Linked DNA regions of Mus musculus: region 1 is linked to region 2. The links are chromatin contacts, called in public HiChIP or PLAC-seq maps. All regions are on one chromosome and are shown on one strand. Each heading gives the region's core, a stretch centred on a gene start, on an enhancer-like site or on the middle of the called end of the contact. The rest is flanking DNA. Distances are from core to core; before and after follow the strand shown.

Region 1 (5,271 bases), core at 1,608-4,107, 270 kb after region 2:
CTCAAACATTTGTTACTTCTCATGGGTGAAAAACTTTAAAGTCCTGTGTTGAGTCTTTTTGAGAATGCAGTGTAGAAACACTGTCTGTGGACACTTTCCTATATGGAAGACACGACTTGATTGCAACTTGGTACCCATCAGTAAATCTCTCCCCATCTCTCCCTCTTCTCTGCTCACCTTCTGCAAAGCAATCTTTGACTTCCAATACCTATGAAAGCAACCACAGATGAGTCACATAATGTGACATTTGGGTGCAAAATGGCTGACTTTGAGTCATTTTCAGTCTTCAGTTTATTTCAATAAACTAGAGAATTCGACATGACATAGTGTCTTAAATTACAAAAAAAAAAAAAAAAAAAAGATAAAAAGATTTCAGTTTCAAGAGACTGACACTCAGTCAGCCCTCTAGATCCCTAGGTTCCATATTTGTGGGCCCAATAAGTCTCAGATCAAAAGTATTTGGGAAAAGTTGTTTTGTTCCTTAAGCAATGCAGTACTGTGTAACATTTATACTGTATTAGATATTCTAAATATCTAGACCTAATTTAAAGTATATAACAGTATACATACAGGGTATATGCAAATTCCACGTTATTTTTTATATTAGTAACTTGAGCATCAAAGACTTGAGAAGCAAGTCTCACAGCATTGTTGGGTTGAGTCTCCACAGACACAAACCCCTATTTATCACAGTCCAACAACCAACCTTGAAATGCTTCATCTGCTATGCCCTTTACCAAATTATGATCTCTTCCCTGCTTACAAATCCCATACTAGTAAGGAGTGGAGACATGTGCCATTTACATGCTCACATAGGTGTGATACCTAACACAGGAAACCATTCTTATGAATTCACCCTGATATTACTATTCCCCTTTAGTGCATCCCCTGTTTTCCCAAATGATAGACTCAAGTCAATTGCATCTTGACTGTTAGTTAATTACTGTCACAGAGACACACTACAAAATGTCTCATCCTTGATAACAGAGTGTCACCAGAGCAGTATGATAATTGATTCACTACCTGGAAAGTCAAGTATGCTTAGTTTAATCAAACACGCATATATTTAGCTTTGAAACTAAAGTATTTGACATCTTTAACCTGTGTGTGCGTGCATGAGAGAGAGAGAGTGTGTCAGAGAGAGAGAGAGAGAGAGAGAGAGAGAGAGAGAGTGTGTTAGTTCAATATTCTGTCTTTTCCATTTAGATAGATTGCTCATCCAGGAGAATGTGGAGACATTAATAAGTACCCGATACATAATGCTCTCTATCTAATAAAATTGGAAGCTTCAGTACTTTCCAACAAATAGGAAAATAATTTGCTTCTAGAAATCATTTTAATTGAATATGAAGAAAGTGTTAGAAATAAAATGAATTACCAGGCAAGTACACAAAATTACATCTCATTGTGCAAAACTATTTAACCTCACTAGATGAACGATGAGAACACCTACACACTGCTCCTGCATTGGAGGTGATCCCTCACATTTTAAAGTGACACCATCATTATGAAAAATATTTCAAATGCTGTTGATAAAATTGAAATTTAGGTAGAAAAAACATGTAAGGATAATTTCAACTCAATTTACTCTAAAAATATTTTCATCCAAGAGCTTGTGTGGCAAGCGATCTTTCATGTTAGATGCTCTTTTTAAAAAAATGTCCACCTGAACTATCAGCTGTAAAATAAGACCCTGTGTCAAAGTCAAAAGAAAGAAAGAAAGAAAGGAAGAAAGAAAGAAAGAAAGAAAGAAAGAAAGAGGGAAAGGGAAGAAAGAAGAAGAAGAAGAAGAAGAAGAAGAAGAAGAAGAAGAAGAAGAAGAAGAAGAAGAAGAAGAAGAAGAAGAAGAAGAAGAAGAAGAAAAGAAGAAGAAGAAGAAGAAGAAGAAGAAGAAGAAGAAGAAGAAGAAGAAGAAGAAGAAGAAGAAGAAGAAGAAGAAAGAGGGGGAGGGAGGGAGGGAGGGAGGGAGGGAGGGAGGGAGGGAGAGAGAGAGAGAGAGAGAGAGAGAGAGAGAGAGAGAGAGAGAGAGAGGCTGAGCTTCACATTCTTATTTCTCAAATTGCAAATGCCCTTTGGTTAAAAACAGGTCCACAGAATCCATTCAAATCAGCACCCTAAAGCAAGTTTCTTCCTACAAAATCCTCTTTGGTTACTATGAAGCAGGTGTTTGCCTTAGAGAAAACACACAGCCAGTTAAAAAGAAACAGCTAACCATCAAATCCTCAAGCCCTTCCACAAAACCGCAAAGCTTTCACACGTCTCACTTAACTGGCCAACTGATGTAAGAGTTTTGTTCTCTGCTTATCCGTCCCCAAGTCTCTGTGTAAATTAGAATGTTCACTACATATGCTACAAGTTGTGGAACGCTGGAGTGCAAACAGCTTGCTGTCCCTTACGGTGCACACTCTGATTATCTGTAAGTCACAGTGTTTACCCCTCTAGTGGATAGAGACAGACTGGTTCTTTTCAAGTACAGTTTTTCTAAATGTCCTGAGTGGAAGGCAAACGGTGAGATGACTAGGAATTTCCATGTATTGATGCCAAGGTGGACAGGAACCCTTCAAGCAGGAAGGAAAGGGCTGAAGGATTAGCTAGTCAAAGCACAAGGCTTGCACACCTGAAATGCTTGCAGCCTTGAGACCCCTCGTCTACCCTGACCCTGACCCTGTGCAGAGGAAGTTCCAGGTCTGCACCATGCACAAAGCACAATCCAGGTCCCACCTACCCGCCACCCCACCCCCCCCCCCAACCCTCCTGCCCCTTCCTCCTGCTCTCAGAGCTCTGGCTCTTCCCTAGTTATTATGCTTTCCCCGCCCACAACGCTGTCTCCCGTTTGAGTGAAAAGTCTCCATGGAGACAAGAAACTGCTGGGGGAGGAGTGGGAGGCAAGTCCCCAAACATCCCAGTGGAATTGTGTTCAGTACTCACAAGGGGAGGGAAGCGGAGGCGATGAAGGACATTACAAGTGAGAGCCTGTCATCTTATAGAAGTTGAAAAAAGAAACAGATCGCGTAGCCTAGCTTACAGTTAATTTTATACAGGTGGCTTTGTAGGTGTAAGCAAGGGAGCAGTAAAATCACCGAATCAGACAGCCCCATGAGTGGAAAGAAAGTTATTTGGGGCAATTCAAAACTGCCATGCTACCTCCCCGGCAAGAATGGTGGGAGAATCTTGGCAGTTGTTAGGGGCTATGTTGCCACGAGAGGAAGGAGAGGAAGAGGGCGTAGTGTGGGCCTTTGATTGGTTGCAAGTTTGTTTGAGTTAGTAGAGAACTAGACGCCCTTTGCAGAGATAGTGGGCATAGGGCAGATATAAAGGCAATTGCTTTCCCTGGCAAACAGAAACCCATTTTACAAGGTTTCTTAGGAATGCCAAGTTAAGTTTATCGGGTCAGAGTCCATCCACCCTGAGCTGGTCCCAACCTGTCATCTGCAATAATGTCAGCTCTGTTGCCATTTGGGGTTTGGGACCTAACAGTATGGAGCCATTGTCTTTTTTTAGCATGGTTGAGAAGTGGCATGCACACGTGTTTTCCCCTACAGCATTTTGGCAAGATTTTAACAACTACTTTTTTCTTCTTCTTCTTCTTCTTCTTCTTCTTCTTCTTCTTCTTCTTCTTCTTCTTCTTCTTCTTCTTCTTCTTCTTCTTCTTCTTCTTTTCTTCTTCTTCTTCTTCTTCTTCTTCTTCTTCTTCTTCTTCTTCTTCTTCTTCTTCTTCTTCTTTTCTTCTTCTTCTTCCTTCTTCCTTCTTCCTTCCTTCTTCCTTCTTCCTTCCTTCTTCCTTCTCCTCCTCCTCCTCCTCCTCCTCCTGTTACCTGCCTTGATTTCAATTTCCCCAATTTTCATCGCAATCACTGCTCAACTTCAATCTTCTATAGTGGAGCCCTGACACGTCACTCACTAAGGGTAACAGACCACCAACTTCTGAACTTCTGCTTTCTAGAACATTGTTCTGCGGTAGGGTAAATGCTGACCTTTTTATTTGTTTATGTCTGTACCTAGACTGGGAGCCCTGAGACAGCAAAAATGATCTGAAATCAGGCAGCTTTACAAAAGAGCCATACTCAGGTTGCTTCATTCCTGGCTGGACAGAGGGTGCTCTGCACCCTTTTCAGTCTTCAAAAAAGCAAATGGTGTTAAAGTCCCATGCTATGAGAACACTTCATTGCTATCAAATTGGTATTTTGGTTCTGATGGCTATAAGCAAATTTGGACGCCGTCAAGTGATCTAAGTAACGTTTCCTATTTATTCTTTAGAATTTCACACATGTACACCGTGTTTTGATCACCTGCACACTCCTGTTCTCCATTCTTTTTTGTATCCATTTGTTCAGCAAATTGTAACATTTTCAATAAGTGATCATTATCATGCTGAAACGAGTCAGTGGCTTTGCTAATCAACAGGCAAAAGTCTTCAATATTCCCTTGCACTTTAGAGAAGCAATAACCATCAAACATAGCAGTCAAAGTGCATAGCCCTTGACAGTGACAGTTGTCTTAGGATATTAACATGTGTGTGAATCTATTCCAGTCATTGACACTTACTCAATATTTACACAGTTATTGAATCTGCATATCATAACCACAAATCATTTCGAAGTATTTTTTGATGATACCTAGGCTTCAAAGCTTTACTGCTATTCTCTGTGTAATGTGAATATCTTAAGGCTTTGCATGATAATTTTCCACAAAGACTCAAAAGCCTTTTAACTTCTATTAAGAGCTTCTTTTCTCCTGCTGGGAACTACAGCCCCAAGATACTGAAACAGTCTTTTCTCCTTTTCAGTGTAAACAAATTGAATAAATCAGTAATTAATTTGAATTCATCTATTAAAATAAACATGTTTACCAGACTGTTTTAATTTAAAAAAAAAAAAAGAGCCTTAAAGATTAAAAATGAGACAGGTATTAAGTTAATGTTTCCCAGGCTGTATCTCTATAGGACGCTATGGAATTACCATGTGAGAAAATAAAGAAAATTAGACAAAAGAAAATTAAAGTGAACCCATAACCAGGTTGAGTTCACTGGCAAACTTGGATCTCTTATGCCACTATAAACAGATATCTTTTGTTTATCATGTGAATTAGCTTATCTGCTCCTGCCTAATAGGAGCACAGGGAGGTGATGAAGGATGAAGGAAACAAACTCTTAAACAGTGTTTGTTGAGAAAAGCTTTGATTTAAACGTAGTACGTGGAAGGCAAATGGTGAGATGACCAGGAGCATCCATGAGTTGGTGCCAACTGAGTCTTTAATTCCACTTCACCCTTA
Region 2 (5,989 bases), core at 2,449-4,948:
TGTAATCCCAGCAGTTGAGAGGCACAGGCAGGGTGACCACAGCAGGCTCACAGCTAGCCTGTGCATTTGAGGCCAGCAAGGACTACACAGCAAAACCTGTGTCAAAAAATAAAATAAAACAAGCACCTTAGAGGCTGAGGGCATGCTGTATAATTGCACCTTATTAACATCTCCTCTCAGTACCTCCCAGGTGGCTTCTTTGTGTCCCTCTCAGGTGGAATACTCACCAAAAAAATGTCTGGATGATTATTTCAATTTAATTTTCTGTTTATTCATCCAGCTTTTCTCTCAATTTCTTCAGATGAGCTTCTAGGGAATAATAAAAAGTTCCCATCCATCTCACAGATGCATATGTACACACATTCATAATGCGGATAACAAAACTTCTAAAAGACTATAAAACTGAGGGATCGTTTCGCAATATAGTTTTGAAGATTTCTCATGCTGGTTTTCTAATAATAGGAAAAATATCCACCTCCTTTAAATATTTTATTGATAATAATAGTACATTTATTTATCAAGTTATTTTAAGGCATATACAAATAGTTAATAAAACCTGGCTCATGATTGGCAAAGTACTGTATATAGTAAAATGACATAATACTTTTTAAGCTTTTTTGCTTAAACAAATGATATTATCCTATAAAATTTTACAATCCTTTTTTTTTATATACAACTGGACATTGTATGAAATAACAACAAAGAAAAGGGGGCTTCATTTACCAGGCATTCTTGAAATGTGCTTACAATGGAAATGTAATATTTTTACAAGTGACATCAACAAATCTAAAAGAAATTCATAAATTATTTCAATACATATCTACAAGGCTAACTGTGTGATCATATTTAACCCATTCTTAAATGTTTCGTGTTCATGGTTTGCTAATTTCATTGGGGATGTTATTTTTAAAGGCCAAGAAACAAATTAGTTATTTCAATGTTATTTATGGGGAAATTTACATTTTTAATAGTTTGAAATTGCCCTCAATGTATTATTTATAGCTTACATTGAAAGAAGTATTTCTTATAAGAAAAGATGTAAGATTATACGATTAAAAGATTTTAAGAAAGTATATACCATTAGGCACAACTGTTATATTTTCATTTGATGATACACTATTAACAAAAGATTAAAGAGAAAAGCAAAAGTTAAATATATTTTTAATTCCCTGTAATGGATTCCAAGCTGTTAAAATGTTATTTTGAAGAAAAATATAGAGCTCTAAATACCAAAGTTATTTTGATGTGCAATATTTACAATATATATGTATAAGTTAAGAATTACTCTAAGTAACTGTCAATTAATTGCCTCCAACAGAAAAATATTTCTGGAATCATGTATCTAAAGCAATTGGAAGCTAAAAAAAAAAAAAAAAAAAAAACCGAAAGCAAAAAGAACAGGCAGAGGAGAATCCATTATTGCAAATGTGACTTTCAGTTAAATCTATTTTCTCATAAAGTGGCAAGACAGTATTTACAACCGAAAAGCACGTATTCTGCCCAGCTTGTCTTTCCTTCAGCTTCAGGGCTTCTTTTCCTCCATGAAGGACGCCCTCCTAGCAGGAGTGATCATCGGGAGAGAGTTCATAATACGTGATAGATAAGTCTGGAGCTGGAGGGTCCCGGGGTAGCAGGCTGTGAGTTGGCGCTGGTCGCTGGAGAGAGGGAAGCTGTGTCCTGAAGAGCCAGCTCGGATGGCTCTGTAGACGTGATCCGATCCACAATGCTGGACAAGCAATCCAAGCTGGACACGGAGCTTTTATCTGCAGCACATGCTAACAGCCCAAGGAGAAAAGTGCTTTCAGAAAACCATCCCCACGCAGACAGGCTTGCTTGTGGTGCCCTTTAAACCCGGGGTCAGCACCTTTGACCGCATAGGTCAGGTGATCACAGAGGGACTGATGTAAAACTTTGCAGTAAATATCTAGCAATTCCCCAGGGTAGAGGTGTGGAAGACCCCTGGTAATATTTCAAGCAAAAGTGAGTGTGTGTGTGTGGGGGGGGGGGGGATGCATGCACGTGCATGCGTGTATGCTGGTCTGTCTGTCTGTCTGTCAGGGTAATCTGGAGCACAAAACGGTCCTTAGCCTCCCCCACAACAGCCATCGTTTATATACCTGTTCTAAATACTACTTTGAAGGACAGACTGCCATGACTGAATTACGAGACTGAACAGATCTTTAAAGGTGTCTGAAGTTATCAGTTCTTACCATTTGATACATCAGGACAGTAGATGCTGTCAAAGCTGCTGTTCTTTCGGGACCAGACAGGGCTGTTACATTCAGGCTGTTAACACAAAACGCACAGAAATATATTTTTAAGCCTTGGCCAAAAAGACGCACAGACCTAGGGTGAGATCATACCAGCCCCCTAACTCAGGAAACCGAACGGTCTTAGTTCCCTCCCCGGCAGCACTGATCTAGGAAGGGGCTGATGTCTCCAAATCTCCAGGGCACCAAGGTCAGTCTCGGGGCTGGGAGAAGAGGAAAACAGAAGCAAAGAGAAAACAAGTCAGAGAAACCCCGCAGCAATGCGCCCTGGGTTAACCATGCAAAATGGATTGCGGTAGAAGGAAGCCACACTAATTCGGGGAGAGAATGCTTTCCCAGGGCAAAAACACATTAGAAACCTGCCAACACCACAGCCCTCTGAAAACAGTGTATCAACATTGCCTTCCAGCCTGGCCTCAGAGCAGGAATTGGAATGAAGTTGGGATGCTTTCTAATTAGTTACTGAGCTATATACACTGGGTGGCTGCTCTAAGTAAGAAATAACAGAGAAAATACTTTGTTAGTCACTTAAAGGCAAGCCAAGCTTTTACTGCCATCTCCATGCATCTGCAAACAGCTAGGAAATCAAACTAAAATCCTGTAGGACAGTTTTCGTTTTTGTTTTTTAAATCTTTCTGTGAACACGGCTCTTAAAGCAATGGTCCCACTGGTTTAGAAGAGGTACCAGGACTTTTCACAAAGACTATGGTAAAAGCGAGGCTTACCATGCCGTCAGAGCAGTTGGAGGTGGGGCTGGTGGGCTCAGAGCAGCTCTGTCCCGGCAGGCTGTAATAGTTCTCCACCTGTTCCCTCAGCAGCTCCTGGAGGCTCTCAATGTAGCGGATGGCATTCCTGAGGATCTCCACCTTGGGGAGTCTCTGGTTAGGGTTGGTGGTGGTGCACCTCTTGAGCGTCTCGAAAGCTTGGTTGACCTTCTTCAGGCGTCTACGCTCGCGCATGGTGGCGGCCTTGCGCCGATCCATGGTAGTGGACTTCCTCTTGCAAGCTTTGCAGGCCCACATGAGGCAGTGGCCAGCCTGGTGGTGGCCGGTAGGTGCACGCACGTGCTCCTCATCGTCTGAGCCCTGCAGCTCAGCTTTGTGTGCTCCGAAGGCTGCTACTCTTGGCTCAAACTGGTCCCCAAACTCATCCTCTGGTGAGGGGATACAGGAGCCTTCATAGAAGTACTCAGAAGGGGAGAACTGGCAGCCGTCCGTCATGTCCATCCTTCAGAGAAGCAGGTGGGAATACCTGGATTCAGCAGAGAGGGAGACACGCCAGTCCCTGGCTGCTGCAGGCCAGCAAATCCAGGCGGAGCTCCCGGAGTTTGGGACTGTCTCTCTGTAATTAACAAGGACAGATGCCTGTTGGCCAGGGTCGGTCAGTGGCTGAGGTTGGGGCTCTTTATATATTCCTGGGGGATGGGAAGGGAGGTTGGTCCCTGTAGCTGGGCGTTATTAGCATATCCCACCACAACCCCCCACAGGGGCTGTCTGGGCAAGCCTCTTGTCTTTCTTCTAGAGACACTTTGCAGTTTACTGGTCCCTTTGACGCTAATGATTTTACTGCAGCCTAACCTGCTCGGTGGCCTTCTGGATAAACTAAACCTAGGGATCACTTAAAGGGGTTGGGGTTGGCTTCTTGAAATTGATCACACTTTAACATAATCAGCAGCAGCAGCACGGTAGCAAGACATTAAAGTTCCGTATTTCCGTCTAACACCAAAGGGAACCTAGCTTCTGGATTCTTAACGCACGGATCTCCGGTGCTTGCTTCTCATTTTCATGAACTTTACCAAAAGATTGAGTCAGTTTGTGTACTGGTAACAGTTGGTAAAATAGTGAGGTGGCATTTTCATGGATGGCATGAACCTAGAGAGCTTGGTGTTTCAAAACCTGTTTGACAAAGACCAAAGAAGTAAAGTTCTGATGAGAGAGATGGTCATCTCATGGGGATGACAGTAGCTGAGCTTCCTTTCTGAGGTCTGGCTCTGTCAGAGGGTCACACGTTTCTTCTGCTGCCCTGAAAAGGAAGTGGACCAGGTGACCTTCCCCCGCATCCTTCCCCTCCGAGCTTCCATCCTTCCCAGCACACGTGTCTGTTGCCTCTTCCTCTGCATCAGACCTAGGCTAATACCTGCACTGGGAGATTCCCACGCCTGAGGAGGACGGTCACCGGCAGCGGTCCAGTTTCTCACAGAAAGCTCCCCGTCCAGCTTGGGGTTTCTTTTCTCCAGAGTCTGCTGCTCCGCCCTACCGTGTCTACAGACTAAACAGCCAGCCAAGGCTTCTCGGGGTCGCTAATTTTCTGCTTTTCAGGCCAGCTAACACCGTTACAGATGGGTCCCAGCTGCCAGCTAAGAGAGATCCTGGGCTAGTGTAAAATTTCCAACTCCTCTTAAAAGAGTGGCTTCACACACTTTGGTGACAAAAGCCTTTCAGAAATGCCATTTGCAGACAGGTCTTTGAAACTTTTGTCAACTGAAGACAAAGGGGAAAACTGCCATTCATTCATATATATATATATATATATATATATATATATATATATATATATATATATATTCAGCCTATTCCTCAGCTTTTATGATTTCTTCTCCACTGTTGATCCGCTTTCAGATCACGTGAGAGGGGAGATGTTATTCATATCCAAGAAACACCATTACTTACGGTCAACACAAATTCTCTGAGAGCTTTAAACCTCTTTTTTGTAGCCCCGTTGTAAAAATGGACTGTTCACACTTGGGAGTGTCATCCAATTAAGTAAGTGTTGTGGATTCAAAGTGACCCTTTGTATGTGTGTGTATATGTGTGTGTGTGTGTGTGTGTGTGTGTGTGTGTGTGTGTATGTGTGTGTGTGTATGTGTTACACTGCCTTTTAGTGGTGATGATGATGATGGTGATGACGACGACGATGACTCAGAGTGACTTTTCTAAAGCAGCCAAGTCTGACAGATCTGGTATCTATCGGGGCCAGATACATTATAACTGTCTGTGAAGGCAAGGACTTTAAGGAAGGGACCAGAAGGTGCCAATCACTGCACTTGCTAGCTGTGTCTGTCTCTGTTCCCTCTACCCTGTCCTGTAATCTTGAAGACAGATTTCTTCTGTAAATCAGGTCTGGTGGGTCTCACACTGAGGGGCTATTTAATCAATTGGCCAATGAAAAATCCAACTGTACCCCTATTGGGACCGGATTAAAAATGTCTGCCTTTGAAATGAATACAATATTGGGACAACACTAGATTTAAACACACACACACACACACACACACACACACACACACACACACACACACACGCGTACTCCTGAAGACAAGGCTCCCGTGGATGCATCTGATTGAGCAAATAGCACACATGGAACCTCTGTGACGCTGTTTTGGAGAGGTAGATATTCTCAGCCTCAGATTCACAGCAAAATTCATAGAGAGGATATGGTCAGCAACTTCTCTACATAAAACCATAGTCTTCCTCTTGCTCCTTCTCTCTTTGTTTCTCCTCTCCTTCCTTCTCCACCTCTCCATCCCTTTCTTTTTTCCCCCTTCCCTTCCTCCTTCCCATCTTTCCTCTTCACCTTCCTTACCTCTGTCTCATATTTGGGGTAACTAAAACAGACCAGTGATGGAGATGCAAACGTGGTCCTTAAGGTGGAAGTGGAAGCAGTTCCATGCTGCCGAGTGACCTTCCGACTGTTTCCCAGTCAGCCTCTTACTGTTGTGT

What was found. HiChIP or PLAC-seq counts read pairs in DNA pulled down with a chosen protein or histone mark.
Region 1: a contact with region 2 is called in an H3K4me3 HiChIP or PLAC-seq map of craniofacial prominence, with 2.9 times the contacts expected there. The contact joins the enhancer-like site here to the promoter of Myf5 in region 2. A contact is called at or near these places in 11 of 39 promoter capture datasets (cranial neural crest, embryonic stem cells, epiblast stem cells and 5 more), 1 of 15 datasets of contacts at CTCF or cohesin (the NIH/3T3 cell line), 1 of 484 Hi-C or Micro-C datasets (muscle stem cells), 3 of 115 datasets of contacts at active chromatin or transcription factors (craniofacial prominence and embryonic stem cells) and 1 of 9 other capture datasets (embryonic stem cells).

What each region holds. Positions count from the first base shown.
Region 1 is chr10:107,749,739-107,755,009 of GRCm38.p6, forward strand. No RefSeq gene overlaps it. Among named protein-coding and RNA genes, the nearest start is that of Ptprq, 32 kb to the left of the region's middle. Within about 2 kb of position 2,858, at least 36 of the 459 cell types and tissues checked have an H3K27ac peak or open chromatin away from gene starts, as enhancers often do. A contact at or near this core is called in craniofacial prominence and neural stem cells, where this site is marked.
Region 2 is chr10:107,482,436-107,488,424 of GRCm38.p6, forward strand. Myf5 (myogenic factor 5) reads right to left here and starts at 3,699. Exons shown (of 3, transcript NM_008656.5): 1 at 2,996-3,699; 2 at 2,211-2,286; 3 at 473-1,775. The coding sequence starts at 3,496. The coding sequence ends at 1,585.